Linked DNA regions of Sus scrofa: all the other regions are linked to region 1. A link is a contact called in public HiChIP or PLAC-seq and promoter capture Hi-C data. All regions are on one chromosome and are shown on one strand. Each heading gives the region's core, a stretch centred on a gene start, on an enhancer-like site or on the middle of the called end of the contact. The rest is flanking DNA. Distances are from core to core; before and after follow the strand shown. Region 1 holds the start of ASTE1 (protein asteroid homolog 1). Region 2 holds the start of PIK3R4 (phosphoinositide 3-kinase regulatory subunit 4). Region 3 holds the start of MRPL3 (39S ribosomal protein L3, mitochondrial).

Evidence for each region. Promoter capture Hi-C pulls out the DNA fragments that hold promoters and counts their contacts. HiChIP or PLAC-seq counts read pairs in DNA pulled down with a chosen protein or histone mark.
Region 2: a contact with region 1 is called in an H3K27ac HiChIP or PLAC-seq map of alveolar macrophages. The contact joins the promoter of PIK3R4 here to the promoter of ASTE1 in region 1. A contact is called at or near these places in 1 of 47 Hi-C or Micro-C datasets (heart right ventricle) and 1 of 2 datasets of contacts at active chromatin or transcription factors (alveolar macrophages).
Region 3: a promoter capture Hi-C map of liver shows a contact between it and region 1, with 6 times the contacts expected there. The contact joins the promoter of MRPL3 here to the promoter of ASTE1 in region 1. A contact is called at or near these places in 1 of 5 promoter capture datasets (liver), 4 of 47 Hi-C or Micro-C datasets (alveolar macrophages, differentiating spermatogonia, liver and 1 more) and 2 of 2 datasets of contacts at active chromatin or transcription factors (alveolar macrophages and skeletal muscle).

What each region holds. Positions count from the first base shown.
Region 1 is chr13:1,432,674-1,437,265 of Sscrofa11.1, reverse strand. It overlaps ASTE1 (protein asteroid homolog 1), which reads right to left and starts at 1,552. Exons shown (of 5, transcript XM_021071325.1): 1 at 1,394-1,552; 2 at 1-106. The coding sequence starts at 85. NEK11 (serine/threonine-protein kinase Nek11) reads left to right here and starts at 1,576. Exons shown (of 15, transcript XM_021071328.1): 1 at 1,576-1,725.
Region 2 is chr13:1,728,561-1,733,316 of Sscrofa11.1, reverse strand. PIK3R4 (phosphoinositide 3-kinase regulatory subunit 4) reads right to left here and starts at 2,329. Exons shown (of 20, transcript XM_021071332.1): 1 at 1,820-2,329; 2 at 352-1,128. The coding sequence starts at 1,084.
Region 3 is chr13:982,870-987,095 of Sscrofa11.1, reverse strand. MRPL3 (39S ribosomal protein L3, mitochondrial) reads right to left here and starts at 2,111. Exons shown (of 10, transcript XM_001925038.5): 1 at 1,852-2,111; 2 at 665-849. The coding sequence starts at 2,096.

The DNA.
Region 1 (4,592 bases), core at 303-2,802:
TTATTTTTGTGTCTCGTAACTTCAAGTCAGTGAAGAATTCATTGCTATGATCTTCCACAAAACTCATTAGTCCTCGGATACCCATGGCGATTGTCTGAAGAACTGCCTGTTTAAAAGGAGAGAACACACTCTGAATCCATATTGGTTATGGGAGACCAAGTCACTGTTTCCAGCACCATCAAATCAACAGCAAATGTTAGGAAGAGTTTTTTTTTTGTTTGTTTTGTTTTGTTTTTAGGGCCACACCCGTGGCATATGGAGGTTCCCAGCCTAGGGGTCCATTTGGAGCTGTAGCTGCTGGCCTACACCACAGCTCACAGCAACACTGGATCCTTAACCCACTGAGCAAGGCCAGGGATTGAACCTGTAACCTCATGGTTCCTAGTCAGGCTCATTTCTGCTGCGCCATGACAGGAACTCCAGGAAGAGCTTTTTAAGTAGAACACATTAGTTGTCACTATCTTAGTTCTTACCTAGATTCTCAGACAATACTAGCTAGCTGAGTGCTTTTTCGTTCCCACTTTCCCTGTATGTTGCTACGAGGCACAAACTCAGTGGGTTCATGGAGTCTGATCTTTGGACAGGGATGGATGTATACAACCTCTGCAGACCGCGATATTGAGACAATCACCATCCAACAACACAGGGGTCAAGTTCTGTAGGGTCAAAGTAAAAAGTCCCAAGTTATAAAAATGACATCCTCAATATCATAATTTAACCAGAAAGCACTGGGCTTCAGTTAACTAAAGTGTATAGGGACAATGATATGAATCCGGTTTTTCTATTTTGATAATCAGAGTCTGGGAATTGCTTTCAAGCCTTGGCTTGCGGGCCTGTCCTAATTAGCCCAGTTCTGAGTAAGGAAAACTACTGCTTCAAGCCTCCAGGAACTTAACCACGGGCGCTTCTCATCTGTGTTTGCATATGAGGCCAGTTACTGACACTATCCTTCCCCACTAGGCTAACTTAAGTCATAGGATCAGTATGACTAGTTTCTCCTTTGGTCTCAGGCGCCAGTATGGCTCAGCAGGGCATTGTTACCGATCCTATCTTTACTTAAAATCGTAAGATTTTGTCAAACATGTAATTTTTTTTGCATTAGTTTTGATTTTTAAAGATACTGAATTAGAATTTATTTATCTTGATTGCAGAGTTTTGGGGCTTCCCCTCACATTTAGTGCCCGACTCACTTCACCCCAGTCTCGGCCCTCTCTCTGTATAGTACCTATCTCTCTGCAAATCTGTTTTCTAAAGCAAACGGGGGCAGAGACCGGCGACGCACAAGTGGACCCAGCACAGGAGCCCAACCCCAAGAGCGGAACCGGAAGTCTTCGCGCATGATGTCAAGGGGGAGCTCCCGAGAACCCGGTTCCCAGAAGCCAGAGGCGCCTACCGCGCGGTGGGCTGAGGAGCTTCTAGGCCTGGCGCAAGACCGCTCGAGAAGGCTGGGAAGCACGGAGGCCGTCAGGTTAGGGAAGTGGGACCTGCTCCGCCGGCCCCCTTTTCCCCGCCCACCCGTGTCGGCGCCCACTTCCGCCTCGGTGACTCACTCAGGGCCGCCTCCCCGACTTCCCGGCACGCCCTGCGCCGTCTCCCTGGCAACAGCCCCCGACGCACTTGTCTGGGGCTCCGTAGCCCGGATGTGAGGCACCCCTCCGGCGTCCAGTTTCTAGCGGGACCTTGAGTGCCCTCCGCGCCGCCACCCTTCGCCCTCCTCCTGGAAAGGTACGCGAAGGCTCCTCGCGACACGCGAGCTCCAGTCCCCGGGAAGATGCCAGTTTCGGGGCCGCCTCTCCGCGCCTCCTCACTTCCCTCAGTTCTCATCTCCCGGGCCGGCTCCAGTCACAGGAGGATGTGTGGCTGGTGCCTTCTCTCTGTGTTATCCAGCTTGGCGATAATGTAAATTTAAAAAAGCAAAAAACAAAAAAACTCAAGGCAGAAAATTACTCGTTTAACCTCAGGTTAAGATTTACCTTTAAGGTTAGATTCCTGCTTTAACAAAATCTGGTGTCAGATCTGCTTTGTCTTGTCTGTCATTACCGAGGAAGAGACTCTGATAAACACTCCCCTCTCCTGTCTCTGCCCCCAGGTATGAAGTTCCACCCCAAGGGACAGTGTACAACTTTTTCCTGCTTCTCATTAAGTTTTCTTAGTCTTTCCCTCCCCTCACCACATAAACTTTCTCCCCCTTGAGCAGCAGCTGGTCTGCTGGACATTTATGCGCCCCAACAGAGTTTGCTGAACACGTGTCCTACTATGTGCGGGTCACGGCGGGTACAGGGGTAAAGGTGTGATTCCTTCACTACTTCTGTGAGGTGGGGTCGAGGGAACGCTGGCCAGTGACCAAGTGGTTCGTTCTCGGGTGGCTCTGTGATTGCACAGAAGAGACTGATGGAGTGAGTGGCCCAAAAGAGGGCTGAGGAGGGGTCAGCCCGGCTGCCACTGTGAAGAGGGAGCCTAGTTCTGAAGTGCTCTGTGGCCCTGGCCACACTGCGTAGACACTGCTGGGCTTACAGGCTCATTTGCAAAGGAGAGCCTTCACAGAGCTATTCTCACCTTTCATAGGCAGGGACCTTGATCTCATCTCTGCAATTAGGGGGATTGCTGAAACGGTCCTGTTGGTTGAAAAGGCTTTGAGTCTGTACATTTTTCTTAACAGCTTACTTTGGCCAGAAAGTATCACTTTTATGCTAGCAGAGGACGCTAACAAAAGATATCCTGGGAGCCCAGCTCTCCAGTTGTTTTTTCCAGCAGTAGATTTCACTAATTTTCTGTGATCTTGATAATACCACATAATTCAGGGATTTTGAGATACGGGTCCCAGGTCTGAAGTTCCAACCTAGGTCTAATGTTTTAGTATTGTGATGATCACATAGCCACTCAGGTAGCTCGGTTCCTTCCTTCCTCCCTTTCTCCCTTCGTTGGTTACTAGTTTCTGTCTCACTGGCTTCAGGTGAAACTTAACTGATGAATACCCTACTTCAAGAAGAGAAATGCTGTAAATGAACATTTCCTTGTTTATTTTCTGTTCTGAGAATGAAATTGCCACCACCATGATGAAGCCTGTTGGCCATGTACCTCAAACTATGCAGATAACATCTTGTTTTGTCATTATACACAGTATAATGTATACTGATGAAAGGCCAGTCGAGTGAAAATCCCCCTCGTCCGGACTCGGGAGAGGCGACACCCCAAATCACTCACGAGAAGCGGTCTTGATGCAAACAGCAAGAGGATTTTTATTCCAAGCGCGCTGGGGCCCACAGTCGTACGCCACGCAGGGGTAGAGGACTGCGGCGGCGAGTGTGGAGTCGGGACAGCTTTTATGGGGTTCACAACAAAGCCCGCGCTTTTACAAACTAATCATTTTAAAATATCACAAACCAGTCAATTCAAAACTTCGAGAGCCCGCGCTTTGTGGCCCAATTAATTTTAAGTTGTTCTGGAGTTACGTGTTTGTGCCTGTCCCTGGGCGGGGGAGACATATTGTCGCCAAGATATATTTATCAGGATTTTCAACATTTTGTGGCGCAACCGATCTTACTGGGGTCGGTTAGGCGATTAATTTCTCCTCTTTTTGTCTTATGCAAGCAGCTTTACAGAAGCCAAACAAGCAGTTAGGAACCCTTTTCCCTGTTATCTCAAGCAGTTTCAAGAAGTTTCATGCATAGAGGCACATACTCAGGGGCCTGTTTTTCCCCTTCCACATAGTTTTGTACAGAACAGAAAGCAAGCCCTAAAACAGCAAAAAGTATGATCTTTTACCTATAGGGAACAGGGTCTGGAATTCGAGGGCATTTAGAGCTTCTTATTAACTTCCTGGGTTCTGGGAGGGTCAGGTTGCATTTTCATCCTTTCACTGACAGCTGACAGATTTGGAATTGTTGGATATGGAAACCTGACTCCAAGGCACAGTCTTCAATTTAAAATCATATTGTCTTATAGATTTAAAACCAAGCCCGCTTTTCATGATTACTAACAAGACATTTTGATGAAATAAAAAGTGATTTACCATGCACATACTCATAGGAAACAGTCCTGCCTTTCATATTTCCGCTGTACATTTATAGCTTAGAAGAATTACAGATTATCAATAACAAATGTGTGTTGATAAAAATTTAGCTGACATTAAGACAGATTTGAACTACATTTGTGACACTTCTTGTTTCCCATCAAGGGAGATTACTCTATACACAGTGTGTATAATAAAAACTTAAGAAAGTGGATCAGAATTTGCTTAGGCTGGGAAAAAAAATCATTTTGAATTCATATCCTTCTTCATATCTATTCTAATAAATGCAAATATCATTGTTTAAAATCTACAGAAAAAATCTAAGGAAACCAGCATCATGCTGATTTCTGGTTTAATCCTAACTCACCATTTGTTAATCAAAATAGACATAAGGTGGGATGATAGAATGACATAAAAGTTGAAAAATGTATAGATTTTAGGAAATTATAGAGTTCTTATATTTATTTTTTAAAAAGTAGGCAGGAAGTAAAAGTCTGAGATTGTTGATTGGAAAACATCTCAGAACTTTGGGGAAATTTGACTGTTACTCAGTTTTGCCAAATTTAGATGTCTGAGGGAA
Region 2 (4,756 bases), core at 1,080-3,579, 300 kb before region 1:
CAGTGTAAGAATGTCTACCAAAAAATTAACTTTCTGGAGTTCCCGTCGTGGCTGAGTAGTAAGGAATCTGACTGGTATCCGTAAGGGCAGTCAGATCCTTGGCCTCACTCAATGGGTTAAGGATCCCGCATTGCCTTCAGCTGTGGTGTAAGTCAAAGACGCTGCTCAGACCCCAGGTGGCTGTGGCTGTGGCGTAGGCCAGTAGCTGCAGCTCTGATCTGACCCCTAGCCTGGGAACTTCCATATGCTGAGGGTGCTGCCCTAAAAAGACCAAAAATAAATACATTAATTAACTTTCTATGTTCAAGAAGTAACCTCCCCCCCCACAGCAAATTTGACCAACTCAAATACCTGCTGAAAAGATATCCATTGCCCGCTTCAACTCTCCTCTCGTTCTCTGATTGCTATTTAAGTCTACAAGCGGAGTGGAAGGATCTCTCATGTATTCTAACTCAGTGGCAAACAATCCACCATCCACAAAACGTTCAGGAGCAATATAACAAGTCCTCCTCCGTGAAGTGTCAAAAAAATAGTTGAAATCTGCTGGGTTGTCCTCTGGAAGATAAGTGGGTTTAAAACTGGCAAAATCAGTTAGAAGGACCCAATTCCAACTGGTGACCATTACATTCTCAGTCTTGATGTCCCCATGACGCACTCCAGATTTGTGTGCTTGCTCCACAGCAGTTAGGATCTGGAAAGCGATCCAGCGCTTCTCGATGTTATTTAAGAAGGGACGGGTGCTGATTCGATCATAGAGGTTGTCTCGCACATACTGCCTAAAGAGCATGGCTGCTTTCTCAGATGCTTTTTCCACTGCTTTCTGGAAAGGCAGACAGTTCTGTGCAGAATGAAGCCTGATTTTCAGTTCCTCCAGCTCTTGTTTATAGCTGGTTAGAGGCAATGTGGGATCTTGAATTGCAAAGACCTTCACAACCACCAGGCCCTCTCGGTGTTTTGCTCGAGCAACTTTAAAGAAACGAGTACTCCCCAGACTCTTATCATATTCGAAGTCATGGATGTCTGAGAAATAACTCTCCACAGAAAGAATCTGGGAAGGAGCAATGCCAGCGAGCTGGTTTCCCATAATGGCAGCAGGCACCTCTGCGTCAGTAAGTTAGGATACAACACCTACTGAAAAAAAAAGGAAAGAGAAAAAGGGAAAAAAAAAAAAGCAATGAAACACCACTATTCATGCGGCCTCTTTCTAAATGATAGATGAACACCATTTCTCCTCCACCGAGAGCACTGTACTTAGCCTTCTAGGCAGCATCTAGCATTTCAAACATATTTATCTAAAAAGATCGTGATATTTTATGTTGTCCTTTCCAAGAGTTGACCTATATGGAAATAGGCCCCTTCAATATTACGTTGAAAACGGTAGAATGTGTGTTTTCTAATATTTGAAAATTTAATGAGCCTTTACTTCAGTATTGTTTGAGGCTGTAAGAGTCACAAAAGTACTATATGACAGTCTTTGTCCAAAAACCTGCAGTCTTGAATATAAAACCCAAATACCTTAAAAACTTAAATCTGAATAAGAATCGCCTATTACAAAAAGGTCGGGCTAAAAAAAAAAAAAATCCAAACACTCAGCATCTCCTGGGCCCTGCCGGCCTAATTCCATTGCCCCTTCCCACTCAGCTAACAGAAGGCAGAGTTGTTTGGTTTGTAACAGGGAAGAAACCCCAGCAGAAATGTTAAAGAAAAGTAAACCAAAATACCCATTTGCCAAACACAGCTCAGGGTTATCCTATCTCAGATTTTGCAGGGAATGAAAACACACATGCATACACGGCGGGGCACACACGCAAATATTTACCCTGGGGTTCTAGAAGGGTCACAAGCCAATCGCTCGCTCACGGTGAGGTCATGGCGAGTCACTCTGGGGTCTGGGCGGGGAAAGAAGTCAGCAGCTGCCGGGCGAGTCTTCTCTAAGAGGGGTCTTCCTTCAAAGGGGAGCAGGGGAGCCCCAGTCTCCACGACCCCTGCAGCCCACCGGGGAGAGGTGAGAAGTTCTCGGGGCCTCAGGAGATACAGGGCCAAGCTGAGAAGACCCCACCGACTCCAGCGACTCGCCCCGCCAGTCCCCTCCTCCGCCCCGGCAGCCACGCGCTGCCGCGCCTCGCCTTCCTCTGGAGCGGACCTGCACCCTTGCAGCCCTCTGACTCCTCGAGGGCTTCTCCACCCGCGGGAGGTGAAACCCGGGAGAGAGGAAGGTGGCCACGTCCTGGGAAACTCGGCTTCTCCAGCTGCAGACGCCGCAAAGCCGAACTCCCGGGAAAGCTGCCGGCTCTGACCTCACTTCCTGTCGCGGAGCGGAAGTGACCGCAGAGTGAGACTGGAGGAGGGCGAGTTGGGAGCTAGTTGCTAGGAAACGAGAGAGAGGCGTGGCCTCGCGCTGGGAACTTGGAGGAAGAAAACAGGATGCTAACACATCGGTCTACTCCCCATCCTGTTCTTCTACCGAATCCCTGAACTCTGAGGATTTCTGACATCCCTCAGAACTTATTCAGACGCCATTCAGCCAAGAACACCAGAACGGAGTCCTTTTGGAGAATTCACAGGCTTAAGAAAGTCAAGATATCCCAAGTCGAATTTTTTAAGAGCTTTATAGAGATAATTTACCTTCTATATAAAATTCATCTGTTTAAAATACACAAATCAATGTGTATTTATATATTTACATGGTTGTTCAATCATCCTTATAATCTAACTTCAGAACATTTTCCTGACCTCCAAAATGAAACCCTGTAGCTATTAGCTGTCACTGCTCATTCTACCAATTGCTCATCCCGCTCTGGGCCCTAGGCAACTACTAATCAATTTCTCTTTCTCGCCTATTCTGGACATTTTATATATATGGTATACAACATGTGGTCCTTGTGACTGACTTCTTTCACTTTCCTTTTTTTTTTTTCCTCTTTTTCTTGCGGGGGGAGGCACACCCTCTGCATATGGAGGTTCCCAGGCTAGGGGTCCAATCTGATCTGTAGCCACTGGCCCATGCCACAGCAACAGCCAGATCTGAGCCCTCTGCAACCTACACCACAGCTCACCCCAAGGCCAGACCTTAACCCACTGAGGAAGACCAGGGATCAAACCATCTTCATGGTTACTAGTCAGATTCATTTCCACTTCACCACAAGGGGAACTCCCTCACTTCACATTTTGAGGATTATCCCTTTTGTAGCTTCTATCAGAATTTCATTTCCTTTCATTGCCAAATATTCTATTGTATGAATATAAATTTTCTTTGTTCATTAGTTGATAGACATATTTTGTGTCCACTTTTTGGTATTAACAAATAATGCTGCTGTTCATTCATGTATAAGGCTTTGGGTGGTCATGTTTTCACTTCTCTTGAGTAAACACCTAGGAGTGCAATTGTAGACTCACATTGTAATTCTATGTTTAATATACTAAAAAACTGCCAAACTGTTTTCCAAAGTTGCTGTACCATTTCACATTCCTACTAACAATACATAAGGGTTCCAACTTCTCTATATGCTCATTGACACATGTTGTTATCTTTTTTATTATGGCAATCCTACTTGGTATGATGTAATATCTCATCGTAGGCTTTATTTGCAATTTCATAATAACTAATGTTGAGTGTATTTTCACATGCTTGGTGGTCATCTTTATATCTTCTTTGGATATATAAAATCCTTTATATATATTCAAAGCCTCTGCCCACTTTTAATCAGATAGTCTTTTGAATGTTGATTTTTTAAGAGTTTTTTACATATTATGGATGTAAGTCCCATATCAAATTTGCAAATAGTTTTTCTCTATGTTGTCTTTTTTTCTTTCTATTGGTGTCCTTTGAAGCACAAAATGTTTTAATCTGGAGCTGAATTTTTTTATTATCCCTGCAACATCCTCTCTACCATCTTCCCCATCTCAGTAGACAGTACTACTACCCACTAGATTCCTCAAACTACAAACTTGGAAGTCTTCTTCATCTTTGACATTTTTCTATTCATTCCCTCTTTCACCCACCCTATTCAATAATCACCTATGCCTGCTGATTCCACCTCCAAAATATGCTTGAAGCCAACCACTGCCATCTCTCCAGGGCATAGGCCAGGCCACCATCGTTGTTATGACGTCTGGACTCTGAAACCTACTCAGAAAAGGTATTCCAAACCCACCATATTAGTTTCTATACTTCTCCCATGATTTATGCTGGATTGTTTCGCATTTTTAAATTTCTGAAGTACTGGTCCAACTTTATTTTTCCTGTAGAGGGATACTCCAATATCAAAAGAAATGTCAACAGGTAATCTATTTTTCCTCCAGTGATTTGAAATGTCATATTTATCGTGTACAAATTTCCTGTATCATTGAGCCTTCTGCTGAATTTTTCTTCTCTCCATTGAGTTGCCATTTTATTCATTGGGCAGTACTGTTTTAATCATGTAAAATTGTTGCAACATCTAATAGGGCTACTACTCCAGTAATCTTTTTTTAAAATACAACTATAAGAGTTCCCATGTGGTTCAGCAAGTTAAGGGTCCAGCGTTGTCACCGCCATGGCTCATGACATTGCTATGGCATGGATTCAACCCCTGGCTTGGGAACTTCTGCATACTGCAGGTACGGCCAAAATAAATGATTATAATATATCTATGTTTACCTCATTCCAGTTTCTCCTCCCCTTTTTTTAGGCTTACATTAAAAATGGTTAGTTTGGGAGTTTCCACTGTGGTGGTAATGAACCCTACTAGTATCCATGAGGCTGCAGGTTCAATCC
Region 3 (4,226 bases), core at 862-3,361, 450 kb after region 1:
CCTGGTATCAATTCATATCCACAGAATACACCTGCTACTCAAATTCCAAGAAGTCAGCTGGAGTTATACGAATGACACAGGTGCTTATGTTGCTAAAGTATGTCAGCATCCATCATGAAACCTGATTTATTGCATACATTGATACGCTGCTCCACTAACAACTTCAGTCATTGTATAATTCAACAGCCACAATAAACCCCAACCAAAGACAACACCTTCAACAGGAAAAGCTTTAGGTTTCTTGGTCTGGCCACATGTGGATTTAGTAGTCTACCAGAAATAAAAACTGCTGATTCTGGGGGTATGCTTGGCAGGCCTGGAGTGCTAGAATACCCCAACTGCAAATGTCAGTGTAATACACTACAGTTTAGATCACACTCTTCCAGCTTTCCTTCCCTGATTTAATATTACTTTTTATCTGAAAAAAACAAGAAAACATTTGCAGAATGACTCTCTTTTCACCTACAAAGCAACTTCTTTATATCCTGATGATTATCAGACATTCACTAACAGTAGACTAGGATGCCAGAAATATACTTGCAAACCAAACCACAATGAAACAGACACACTTAAGACACAAAAACTAAATTCAAGAGATGACAAATTTATCTAGAAACTATATAGTAATTAGGTGATGAAAACACAACATATACAAAATAACCACCTGGTTCCCAAGGGTGTATAGGCCATGGCTCATCTTTCAGAGGACAGAGTTTACTTGCTAATTGGGCTTTATTTTCATCAGAGACCAACTGCTTAACAAAGGGAACGTTTTCTTCAGAAAGATGCTCATCCCACCAAGTAACACTCTTGCCATGGAGACTTCTAACCAAAAGACAGATGTCTGTTCTGTAAAAATAAAAATTAGAAAACAAAGCACAATTCACGTTTCCCCACTTAATGTTACGGAATGAAGGTTACATAAGCTGAAAAGTGTAGCCAGGGCCTTAGGAAAGGGTTGGGTTCCGGTTCTAGTTTTTCCCTTGACATTCCTCATGATAATGGGGTTCACATTTTAACTGCCAATGGCTACTGTGGAGGAAAAGTTCTTCCTCTTCTCCGGGATCAACAGATTTCCAACAGAAATCTTTATGTAGATTTCTAACAGTAGTCTTTATGTAGGCAAGAGAAGCCACAGGTCTATTTAAACATGTACCTTAACAGTTTACATCCAGTAGAGGTGACAGAATGTGGGATACACATCTTTCTCTGATAAATTCACCTCTTCCCTGAAAGAACATGCCCTAGGCTGAGTGATAAGGAAACTGGGTGTACAAATTTTAAAAATCCCTAAAAGACATAACCTCAAACTAGCTGAACAAATCAAAACAGACCTTACAGAGAAGGTCAAGAAAGAGGTGTGTGTAATTCTTGCAAGGAGGGTCAGAAAAGCCTTCTGTGCTCTACCTCTCCTTTGCTGACAGGTACATAGATCAGCTAGAGTCTCGATTTTGCACTTACTAGCTAAGCGACCTTGGGCAAACTACTTCTCCAGTCTCCCTTTTATATGCAACGGAATAAAGATAAGACGGAGTAATATCTTTAAAACGGATGACAGCAGCTCTCACGTGAGGCTACATCAGCTAAGGCGCCTAAAGTACCTGAGCATTTAGGACGGAGTAAATTCTCCCTAACTGGCAGATAATATTATTGCTGTTGGTAATGCTCGCTGCAGCACGGGGGGTAAAAAATCGCCCCTTCAATCCTTCAAAGGGCACGTCCTCTCTCTTAAGGCAGAGCTGGAACTTTCCTCCCCAACCCAGGGCGCACCTTTCAGCGCGGGGCCAGTCTATGGCCCAGGGCCGCTGATGCAGGGACCACCATCCGCCCCCGCCTCTCCTCCGCACCCACCTGTTTCCCAAGCCCCGGGAGGCACCCAGGCCATCCGCGCCGCAGCCCAGTACCCGGGCGCCGGCCCTACCCAGCAGCCCCCAGCCGGGCATAGTGAGGCCGAGGAGGGCGCGACCGCTACACCTCTGGGCGCCCCGCCACTCCGCTTTCAGGGCGTTCCGCCGCCGACCCTCCCAAGCCTTTCCGCCGCCGCCAGCCGCTGCTCCCCGCTGCCCCCACGACGGAAGAAGAGCTGCCGGAGCCATTTCCGGTCCAGCAGCAATGCGCGCCGGCGCCGGGGTCAGCCCCGGAAACTAGAGTTCCGTCTCTGGAACAGTCCTACTACGGAGCCGAGGCCGAGCTGTAGGGTGGGGTCTGAGTGACTAGGTTTCCAGGGGTGGGAAAAACGAAAGGTCGGAGTTTAAACTTTAGGAGAATGAGGCGAACTAGGGATAGGCTTCCTAAGGAAGCGAAATCACTTCTAAATAATGCCCGTTATGGGGCAGTTCATTGTACTAACAGTGCTTGATATTCTTATATTGGTTTACGTTGAAACAGCCCTGAAAAAAAGACTTATTTTTTATATTATCAATGAGGGTACACAGAATTTTGGTGCTGGTCCAAAAGAGCACATTTGGCAGATGGGCAGAGTTGGCATTGAAACACGGTTGGCGTGTGCTGGTAGAATATGACCAAGTTAATGATGTGTGACTTCCAGGACTGGATCGTAGAAGGTATTGCTACTGTCTTGGGCTCCTGGACGGCTGGCTCCCTATGGGGAAACCTAGCGGTCATGTCCTACAGACACTCTGTAAAGAGGCCCATGTGTAGAGGAACCAACTTTTCCGCTAGGAGTGAGCCACGTAGGAAGGGGAAGGAAGGTTGCCAGTCCCAGGAACCTTTCAGATGACTGCAACTCCTGACGGACTTTGAGCCTGAACCATCCAACCAGGGAACTCATGGGTTCTTCACCAGAAGAAATTGCCAGAGAGAATAAATGATTACTCTTATCTTGAGTCACTAAATAGATACCTAATACACCTTCTGCCCAAAGAAATCCTTATCCTGGGTCCCAGAGTCACCTAACCACCATGTGTATATCTTGGGCATTCATTCTATTACTTCAGAAATGTTTTTCTTTCTTTGTCAAATGGGTGTCTATAGAAATTGGGAAATAAGAACTTAAAATTTTAGTTATTTCAAGAGCCTCTTCTTATTTGAGATCTGGCTAGCTTGGCTTAAAAAGTCCAGGCAATGCTCAGTTCCTGCTGATTACTTGGGCTGTTCTATAAAAACATCGCCTACTACTGTCAATGGCTAGTGTGTCTTGTGTGTATACTGTGCTATAATATGCATTTAGTATTGTGGAAGCCTATCAGTCAGAGACCACCTGAACTCAAACAAGGTTAAATTTTATTAGCTTGCTGCAGCACAAGAAAATATACACCTCAGGAGTTGTCTATGTAAAGGAATTATAAGATTTGGACTTATGATGGGTGATTTTAAGGTGGCATCAGGGAAACAGGGACTTGTTTTGGAATGGATGCTATCAAGAAGCAAGGACAATTCAGCATTTGGACAACTCAATCATTTTGTTCTGGCGGAAAGAAGGACAAAGTGAGATTAGGGATGATGCCAGTGAGGGAGCAGAAATCACTCAGAAGGAACTGTTAGTCATTTTGTAGCTGGGATAAGACGGCAGTCTCTTAGAAAGATTTTATTGATATTCCTCTATAAACACAGCAGTCTGATTCCTAACAGGATTCATTTTAACTCTTTCAGTGTATTTCCTCACTTAATCTTTATAATGACCTCACATGATAATATGTATAATTATCTCCATTTTACAATTGGGAAAATAAACACAGAGAGATGATACAATTTAACTCAGCTAGTAAGGGTGGACTTAAATCTCAGTGGTGTGACCACAGAGCCTATGCTCTCAACTATTTTGTTTCTTTGATTCTCTAAGACAAATATGTTGTTACCCTTGCATTGTAATTCCTCTATAGCATAGAGGAAAACTGGTAAGTGAACATATCATACACAGCGGTCTGTGAGGAATGAGGAGGCAGCCATTCAGTCTAACCTTTGCCCCTGGCGCCAAATCTCTCTCGGTCCATAATGGCAACCGTGAGTAAAAGACATCCTTAGCAGGCACTACTGCTGAACTAAATCAAAGGAAATCATGTTTTGTCTGCTGTCACAGAGCACACATCTCCTGATTGCTAGCCATGTCTGGTAGGTATCATTTTACTTGATTTAGTCACTATAGTATGCTGCTAATCAAAGAGGATCAGCCTGATTTTTAAGGGATCCACCCAGGGCCTCCTTTAGGGCACTCAGGCACCAAGTTCCCATCACTCTGACTTCAGAGATCACCCTGGACCTTGGGA